Linked DNA regions of Bicyclus anynana: region 2 is linked to region 1. Evidence: chromatin contacts called from public Hi-C data. All regions are on one chromosome and are shown on one strand. The core of a region is the stretch at or near the end of the contact, and the rest is flanking DNA. Distances in the headings are between cores, read along the strand shown.

What was found. A called contact is a pair of places that touch in the nucleus more often than the background predicts.
Region 2: a Hi-C map of whole body shows a contact between it and region 1, with 2.0 times the contacts expected there. The contact joins the promoter of LOC112046364 here to the enhancer-like site in region 1. A contact is called at or near these places in 2 of 2 Hi-C or Micro-C datasets (whole body and whole larva).

What each region holds. Positions count from the first base shown.
Region 1 is chr17:11,447,256-11,452,446 of ilBicAnyn1.1, reverse strand. The region is part of intron 7 of LOC112046364 (protein groucho); the gene reads left to right. Among protein-coding and RNA genes, the nearest start is that of LOC112049373, 32 kb to the right of the region's middle. Within about 2 kb of position 1,831, at least 8 of the 8 cell types and tissues checked have open chromatin away from gene starts, as enhancers often do.
Region 2 is chr17:11,544,622-11,549,861 of ilBicAnyn1.1, reverse strand. LOC112046364 (protein groucho) reads left to right here and starts at 2,116. Exons shown (of 16, transcript XM_052886473.1): 1 at 2,116-2,369. The coding sequence starts at 2,301.

The DNA.
Region 1 (5,191 bases), core at 582-3,081:
AAAATCAACGCAATCCCGAATAAATGGAACACGTGTAATTGAAAGCGCACCACGGCTGACCTTCCGCACTAAAATCCCATTTGTGAATGCAATCATGGCTTATCAATTCATTGTTTCGCGAATGGCGGACAAAACCCACTGCCGACACCCGCACACCTCACACTTCGCGGATCACACGGCAGCACTACCCCACACCTAGGGTGCGTTCACACCTGACATAAAGTCTACCAGTGACTGTAAGTCAGCTTTACATACTTAATGTTTTTTTTTTCACAAAAAAGAAGTTATGATTTTTCTGTGTATGGGTTCAAATCATCAAGGCTTATTACCTAATTCATGGCATCGTGAACAACGGATCAAATGCACTGCTGACATCGCGGCTCACACTGACACCACTTCCCCACAACTAGAGAGCATCTGCAAGTTCCAGGCTTTACTTATCTTCTTTATCTTAAAAAAGGAGGTTATTAGGCATCAATTTCTCACACCTTAAAGTCTGTCAGTGCATGGCTGTGCGCCAGTGTTTTGTGTCTTACAGCTTCTTTCGCCGGAATTCGACGTGTGTATCTGTGGCTCTACGCAATCTCGTACACACGATACATCAGTTAATTCTTTTGCAAAATATCTCATTACTTCTCGAAACTTAGCGTAGCATCTGCCAGTGTGTTTTGGAATTTACTACTTTTAAGGCAGCACGAGCGAATGGTTTACTTACATGTAAAAAAACAAAACATCGCTTTACAACTAATAAACTATTAGATGCTAATTGCTATAAACAGTTTCGTAGATTTTCACACTACACACTCGATCCAAAAGCTTACTTACAGTCACCGGGTGTTATTATGTCAGGTGTGTAACCACCCTTAGACCACTCTGTACCTACCTATCTATAATACTCGCTGTACATTCAAAATCCAGCTATTGCTTTCATTGATATAAATTGAAAGTGCAAGCCGTGTTGCCGAACAACCGTATATTTTGTTTTGGTTTTATTAACACCCGGCGCAAAATATAGTTGTTATAAGTTGTGGCATTGCAACTCTCGGAGCGGATGTTCCGGTTTCGACACAAATGTTCTGATAACTATTGTTTTTGGATTCAGACTTGTTTGTATAGAAAATCCAATTTGGCTTTCCAAAAATACTTTAGTTTAATATTACCAAGCTTTTAACTAAAGGTTTGCTTGCATTGATTTTGATGCCAAATAATTTTATGCCGGACAACCTTTTAAAAGTAGAAGTGTACTTTTGACTAAGTGAAAGGTAGGTATCCTATACCTTTTGCTGTATTTCTGTCAGCAATGGTCATTCGTGAAATTGCTGTCAGACAGAAAATTTTCATTTTATTTATGACATGATGTTAAATATTATAATGGAAATGTAACTTAAATGAATAAATAAAAGCATACTGAACAAACATGAAAAAAATCACTTTAATAATATTGGGACATGTTTAACTAATACCTGCGACTCTTTTTTCGTATTACCTATAAGTAATTTACAGCAAAGTTTGTCCATGTGAAAGAACCTCACCTATTTTCACTTACATACTAATGTAGTATCTAAATTTATTCTTAGCTATAATTAATATAATGTAAGCAAAACTACCTACTTACGTGCACTGATAGTCAAGTCTATAGAACTTACGTATGTGTGTAGTGGTGTAACATACCATAAAATGGAAATGTAACTTGAGAACATTCAAAAATATCGCCGTATAAAGAGCTGTCTCGAGCAGTGCAGTGTAGATAGCAGCCACCGCAAGTGTAATGAGCGCGCAGCGTACCGTACACGATCGTACTCCGTGTTGCGGACTTGCGGTTGCGGTGGCGTGTATACGTGCCCCGTGCCCCGCAGCGCACGCTACGTGTGGGGTCCTACCAGATGCTCGCCCGCCGCAATGCATAACGATACATAACCCTTTGGCTATTCTAGTCGCTCCGTCCATCCGACGACACCGCATGTGCAATGTGCATCGTCTTGTGTATATCCCATGTCTTGATATCATTTACGAGTTGCATGTCTTTTACTCAACAAGTGCTGTCTCATTAAAGAGATGATTCAGTCTAAACCTACATAATTTTTTTTTTTTTTTTTTAAGATTGGGTCACTAACTATTTTTTTGTTTTAATAGTGTTACTTTTTTTAACCGACTTCAAAAAAATGAGGTGGTTCTCAATTCGTCTGTATGTTTTTTTTATGTATGTTACCTGATTATTCAAACTGATCATCAGTTAGAACATAATATAATAGATATAACATGTTTTATGTATTTGAATTCGGTTGAATTTTTTTTATTAAATTTTTTTTAGTTTTTTGGACATGGAACATGGTCACAAATAGACAAAATTAGTGTTCTAGCGGTGCATGTGAACATGTCAATATCACAGTCAGTTCATTTATTTCAAATAAACTTATCTTACGAGCACTTTCGAGACGTCAGGTAACAGTATTAGATTATGATGATAATAATTAGTCGAAAGAAAGAAAATTAAAGTTACGAAGGTTCCCAAGCGCCTTGGTTGGTGGTTGAACAAAAACAACTTGTTATTGTTGTTGAGTTGTTCATATTTGTTGACCTTTGTTACGTTTCCTCTCTAACTAGCGTATGCATAGAAGAATGCGTTGGAATTAATTATTCTTTAAAAAGGAGTAGTAGGATTGAACCTAGAACACATAGTAAAAATTTAATTTACGAGGCTTGAAATGGTATTTGTAAAAATATGACATTGTAATTACATAAGTTTTAAGTCACCATATTACCATAGGACGCGGCTTCAATAGGACATCAAAAGATGTGTTGAAAGTTCAGTCAACCGTCGGCGATGCCCAACGGACTTCCAACTGGCCGGCGCGGCTTAAATTCACGTCAATTTACGTCAATAGTCCGAAAGGTCCCCGTATAAATAACCCTCCGGCAGTACAACTCGGCCCATTATACCGGCGCTCGCAATAACCCGTATTCCACCCACAAATAAACACGACGGAGACAGATAATTGAAATCGCTGCAAGTAATTAGCAGTTAGGCGCGCGATAGCTCCGAGCGCGGCTCACGTCTTCATAATTTATCTCAATTAGTTGGCAGCGTAATGGGCGGAAGGGCGGCTCCCGCTTGCAGTTTATGCACTGTCGCGACCTAGCTATGCATTTACTATTGCCGGCCGCAATTACTAGCTAAGGGGTACGGGTGACCGGAGACCACTTTGTATATTTTAAATCTGTATTAGTCTTGGGAGCATTTCTTTTTCGTGTATACATGCTTCGAGCCATACGATGGTATTCATTATTTGCCCTTCGTAATTACGGTTTGACCACACGTTATTGAATGATGAATGTGCTTGCTTATGAGCAATTTATTTTGAACTTCTAAGTTCTACATAAGTTATAATTGTGTCTATGGTATGTACTTATTATTAGGAATCTTTGTGTCGAACCTCAATAAGTCGCGAACCTCCAAACCTTTCCCTTCAAGCCCAAAACATCCATTAGGTTGAAAACTTTTAAACCCTGTTTATGTCGGCGAAATTTTAATGTAAATATATTTGATAGGTATTCATTATTATATTCAGTGTATATCCTGTTTGTGTTTTTGATATCTAGTTGCACATAATGAGGCAATAACGAGATCGTACAAGGTAAATTATGGTATCGAATATAATTGTGTGTTTCATACAAAACAATGTTATCTCCAGTCCACAGTGAGCGAGTAGCACGTGTTCATGTTGCGGTTGAGCCATCGCACTTCAGCATTCGATGATATTAGTCTCGCTCTCGCCAGACAAAGGACGTAGAGGCGGAGGCGTTGCTTACTACGGAGCATGCGAGTGTGCGCTGCGGTCGCCGGCGGCATGTTTAACAATGCGGCGTGCGGCGTGCGGAGTGCGGCATGCGGCAAGCGGTGTGCGGCGTGCGGCGTGCGGCGACGGCATGTCCCCGTACTGCCTGACACGACTCGCTCGTGTAGCTAGAACACGCTCGCTCCCCTCTCTCCTATGCACGCCGCGTCCTTCCCTTTGTGCTTATCACACATTTACATATGCTCCGCCTGCTAGCCGCCGTGTTCGAGCATTGAAAATGTTTCATGAATAAATTTGTAATCCAATTCCAGGCTTAACTTTTAGCCGATCGACACGAAATGCCGAACGGTTAATGAAAACAGACTTTAAAGTTCACAGCGAACCGAAACAAACAATCTCCGGTCTCGCGATCCGTCATAAAAAGTGCGAGTCGCAGCCCTTTTTCGAGTTTCCTCGTTACGGGCTAAGACGAGAATCATTAGGAATTAAATTTCCCCTTTCATTAGTCCCTCAACCCTCGTATAATTCCGGACGCGGAGCAATAACAATATAAATCCCCCGTCGCGCCGAGCGGGGGATTAAGGCTTGTCTCGACCCTAATTTAGGGCTGCCCCCGCCCCGGATTAACGAAGTGGCGGAATCCGCTAGGGTTGTCGCTGCGCATAAACTTGTTACGTGTTTAATGTTTTATTGACGGGTAGCGAGGGAGCCCTCATTTAAATAACAGAGCGGCACACGCGTTCTAACGACTACCTCGCCGCTCGAGCTTGACCTCTCGCGCCCTCTTCACTCCACATCTCACGGATGGCTGGCGCTTCAACGCTTGGGAACAATCGACAGATTGACATAAAAACACTCCAAAGCGAAGATCTAATTCCCACAAATATCGGATTCCTCCATGACGTGTGAACAAGATACGAAGTTGCGGTTACACGTGTAATACATATTCATTTAGCTAATTGAATTTTCGTACGAGCACAAACTTAAACATTATAATAAAAACAAGATAGATTATACGTAATTAAAATCAAACATCACCAGATAGAGCGCCTGCAAAAAACTACCAAACAACTTTTGTTCAATTAACATTTTCAATTTACAATCGCTGTTTAAAAAGCGAGATAACACATCGAAAAACATGTGCTAAATCGAATGTGAAACACGGCCGATATCTCGTTATATTACGTATTTTAAACGGTCGTTCACCCTGACAAATTAATTTTTCGATCTATTAAGTTCGTAGAGGCAAATCGCTGTGAGCTGGAACGAATTGTTTATCCCCGGTATTAAGTCGTAGCGGTGTCGACGCACATATTGCAGACGAAGGAGCCGGAGAGGGCCCTCAGCCTCACTCCCTTCCCGGGATCACGGGTAAATGAGCCGGCGTTTGTCAA
Region 2 (5,240 bases), core at 867-3,366, 97 kb before region 1:
ACAAACACATAAATAAAAAAAAACACTCGTTGTCAAGGAGTCATGTCATTTGTGGGCGCGACATTATCGTGGGCTTCGACAAAAAGGAAAGAATTACTATGGACAATAAAATGAAAAACAAAATGAAACGTGGATTTAGTGAAGCTTGTCACCGATTTTAGTACTGTACCTTCCTACATGAACTTTAAAATCGTACCTTTACCTATTTAATGTTTTTACTTGTTTGACGTTATTTTTCTACATAAACTAATCTCTAAGAGTGTGTGTGTTTTTTTTTATTCTTTACAAGTTAGCCCTTAATTACAATCTCACCTGATGGTAAGTGATGATGCAATCTAAGATGGAAGCGGGCTAACTTGTTAGGAGGAGGTTGAAAATCCACACCACATATCGCTTGGCGGCACGTCTTTGTCGATAGGGTGGTAACTAGCCACGGCCGAAGCCTCCCTCCAGCCAGACCTAGACCAATTAAGAAAACCGCAATCGACCCAGCCGGGGATCGAACCCAGGACCTCCGTCTTGTAAATCAACCGCGCATACCAATGCGCCACGGAGGCCGTCAAAATAATATATTGAAATATTAGCCAGTTAAATTCTATATGCCTCGGTATAGTACGTACTTACTTACATAATAGGCAATATATCGGTTCACCAACGGTTGCGCACTTGAAACTCACAGAATGTTATGATTGAACTCTGAATCCGCATTAACGAACTATGCAAGCGTTGTTAGCAGCGCAATCCGTATCGAGCACTCAAATAGCTGCGCTTTATGGTTATTAATGCTCAGATTGACGCGGCTAAAGAGCAGCCATATAAATATTGTTCAATACAATGCCTGTAGGCATATTCTTGACTAGGGTTGCAGCTAGTCGGTTAGATAAATATATTCTAGACTAGAGTTGCAGCTAGTCGGTGAAAAATAATACTCTCGATTGCATACATAATACAGTTGCAGCTAGTTGGATAAAAAAATATATTCTTCACTAGAGTTGCAGCTAGTCGGTTGGAGGAATATATTCTAAACTAGGGTTGCAGCTGGTCGGTTAAAAAAATACAAGTATTCTTGACTAGCGTTATAGCTAGTCGGTTTTTAGTAGGAAAATACCTATGTTTCTAAAATTTGTTGATAACGGTTTTATTTCTTTTTAAATCCTTTGTGTGCTAGGTTTTGGTTTCACTCGCATAAATAGGTAGGTGCACATTCTTTCAAATTCCATTCAAAATTCATCTACATATAGAAAATCTATAAAAACACAAAAGTCTATTAGAGGCGCCCAATCTAAAAGAAAAAACATTTACATTCTGCGGCTCACATATAAAGTCAGAGGTTCGTCCTCGGCCGACCTACCTGCCTGTACCTACCTGTACCTAACCTACCGACCCTAGTCGCACTTAAGCCTAGTGACACACTTCAGCTTGCAAGTAATCTCATTCTGTGCCACTAACTCCAGCGTGCTCGGTTTTATTTTCCCCTTCACCTTCCCCTTGGTAGCTAACTACCTACCAAAATAAATTGGCCTTTTATTTAACTGGGAACTAAACTAAAGTGTGTCTGAGTTTATCAGTATCTTCACTGAACTTGCATCGAAGTAGGTAGGCCACCGAGATATCTGTCAAAGTTTGCCCAGGCCAGACGTCGCCGAGTGTCGAGTCATCTATTCTGATGTAAGTAGGTATATAGATACCTAGTTAGGTAAGTTTGCTGCGTGACTTGAAACAAAAGGAGATGCGGGAGGGACCCATCTGGTTTCAAGCTTCGTGTTACCCAAGTTCTAAAGATACCTAGTTACATTTAGGTTGGTATCTAATCTACAGTCTACAGTCTACGAGACGTGGATAGACGTCTTAAGCTGATTGATTAATAAGACGAATGTCTAATACGTATTTAAATAATATCTTCCACAGTTAAAGGCGGCATTTCAACTGTACCCTATAAAAATCCGCAAATAATACGTATCTATTAGAGCGTATATCTCCGATTCGCCTAAGTATTCCTCAAACATAAAAGATAGACGAAAAATTCGAGTTGAGAAAATATGTACGGCAACGGCATGCGAAGGGTGGCCGAGGAGGTGGAGGACCGGGGGGAGACGAGGCGGTCCCCCCGCCCGCGTCAGTTCACTTGCAGCGTTCGTGCGTAGTGGTTGTGTTGCTTCTTGTTATTTTACGTATCGCGTGTGAGTTGTCGCGTGTTCCCGCTCGTAGTGTTCGTAGTGGCTTGAGTGGAGTGTGTGCTTGTGCCCTGTATTCTTTTTGGAGTGTGCTGCAGACGATGACCGCGTGCGTTTGACGTGGGGATGTATCCGAGCGCGGGCGCAATGAACGCGGCCGCAGCCGCCGCTGCCGTGGCGGCCGCCAGGCATCCGGTGAGCCACACACGCTTTACATAAATCATCCTCGGAGATAATCAACTTGTCGCCCATTATCGCGGCGCTTTTCTCTATGGGAAAGAATAAATTAAAAAAAAAAACTCGCGGTGCATGTGCATTGTTTTGACGGTTTTGACAAATCGCCTACGATGTGAAACCATTGGGAAAGTTGTACGAGTTAACGGTTTTTATTTACATTTAAACAAACTTTGCAATAGATATCCTTTAATAATAATATTTAACAATTTGCATTGTGCTTGTACTGACAAGTTTACAACCGAGCAAAACAATACGCGTTTGGTTCCCAAACTTTTTTTATTACCGTTCAAACGTAATAAAGAGAAAAAGCAACGCACAACTGCGCCCCCCGCGGTGACGCGGCTCGGCTCGCTGTCGGAGCGATGTCGGACACACTCAATTACCTGTGAAATTGCTTCTAAAAGTTTTATAATACTTCACATCGGAAGTACCTACGACTTTTAAAAAAAGCGCGTCATAAATTGTTAAGTTATGAATGACGTTAATTCGAATCATTACTTTATTGTTTTAAAAATAAAGTCCATAATACAGTTTTCATAAAAGTAACCGATGGCAATGTTTCTGTCGTACATCTGTCGTCGCTCCCGATAAAGTTCCAACCCTACCTACCTATACCCAATCAAATTTTTTTTTATTCGACTCGATTGCAACTTTGATTGGACTTGTGTTTTGGTGTTACAGTGACAGTTATTTTTAACAATGCACAATACCTCGAAAGAGTTACCTAAGAAGCTCAATTCCTCCGAGTACCTAGATAGAAAAAAGTTGCTAAAGTCCGCTCAGAGATTGCGTTTCTGACAGGTGGGCGATGTAAGATGAGAGAGAGAGACAAAATTTAGGCAATTGTATATATGAATATGTTGTCTCATTCGCACGACCTGTCAGAAACGCAAACACTGAGCGTCCGGACTTTAGAGTAAGGCACTGTACTTACAAATTGTAGAAAAACTAAAATTTAAGAAAAAATAAAGTTAAACTCTCGACCAAGTCTCTTTCAGTGCGCTTTCATTTGAGACCCCATTCAAGTATGTAGGTATATTTTTGCAGACATTCGGTAATTCTTCCCCACTTTTATCACCCCACAATTTTTAAACGCCTCAACCGATTTTCATACTAATAACACTCGCGCTTATTTTTTTTTCTTATTAAAGGTGACTTTAATAAGAAAAAAAAAACGAAAAAAAATCACGTCACCTAAACAAACAGTTTATCTCAGAGGAATTACAATGCTTGGTTTGGTTTGTCTACGCCAATTTAAAGTGTTAATTATAAAATTCCGTGTTTATAATCGTGCCATTAAAAATTATCTCAGACAATTTGTCACGTTATCACGTTATGGATACCTACTTTTTAAATTGTGAGAATTATAGTAAGCCGACCTATTTGTTGTGTTAATGTCTATGTAGGTATCTAATTACAGTAGAACAAAGCAGAAGTTTAATTGCCTTCAGTGATTACCACATGCGATGTATAACACAATGAGCAAATCAATTTTTTTAGATGTTTATTAGAATTAAAAAAAAACTGTGGCATGCAATGTTGATTAGCCTAATGTTAGCTTGTCATGACTTTTTCTCAAGTAGTCTTCATACCTACTTTAACTTACCTACTTATGTACGCACTAAATTATAATAATTAATCTATACTTAATATTATATAAAGCTGAAGAGTTTGTTTGTTTGCTTGAACGCGCTAATCTCAGGAATTACTGGACCGATTTGAAAAATTCTTTTAGTGTTAGATAGATCATTTATCGATGAAGCCTATAGGCTGTATATTATCCCTGTATTCCTACGGGAACGGGAACCACGCGGCGTCAGCTAGTGCCAAAATATAATGCACGCTTATCACTGGAAAACGTATTATCATGAAAACATCAAAGTTCAAACTAAATGACTATATTTGGACCACCAGCCAGTAACTATAGGTAGGTATCTAAATAATTAATTACCTATTAGGCATTATTCTTAATAGGAAAATTGTTTTTAATATAAACATGCGTATTGATATAATGGTATTTACGTTAATAAGGTTTCAGTATAGGTAACTATGTACTTGGTGAATGTGACTAATTTTCCTTGTCAATAACAATTTGAATATGAAAAAGACTAAATACATTCCACTTCATTTTTATTTATTTAAAGATTAAATCATTTCATAAAGTTATTTGAATTTAAGTTTTATTCTATTCCTGAGGAAAAAAGAAAACTTTCCACACCACCTTCAACTGACAATTACATTGAAAAGCGAAGTTCCACATCTGGCAACACGTGTAGTTAAATCGTGGAAAATTTAACGGCAAATGTCCCTTGACTTGTAGAGTGCGAACTGTTAACCGTATTACGGATGACAGAAGGCTTTTACCCTGCTCTTTTACGACGCCTGGCTCTCGCTTTTACGACATAGTATGGGAGGGGGGAGGTGAGGGGCACGGGGAGACGGGTGCGGGTGTTAATGTAAATGCCTATTTGTATGTTTGCTCAAAATCCGTGTCGCGTCCTAGGCACTCCGCTCTATGTCAATATTTGACAGATGGAATTACCGCTAGCTACGATAAAATGAGATGGCGTCTCGAGTTCACGTTTCTTCGCAAACAACGAACGACTCTCGCGTTTAATTTCCGTGAACCGCTATGGCGGAAAGAATGTCTGTGCTAACAATGAGCACATAATTTACGTTGGTTATTAAACTGCGCTGCCACAATCGAGTCTCCAAACGGTCTTCTGTAGGTACAGTCAGTCCGTATTACTATAGTCTGGCAAGTTCGTTGATGACACTCCCATGATATGCGGGCGACGGGGGGAAAGAATGCGCGGATGTGAAATCGTG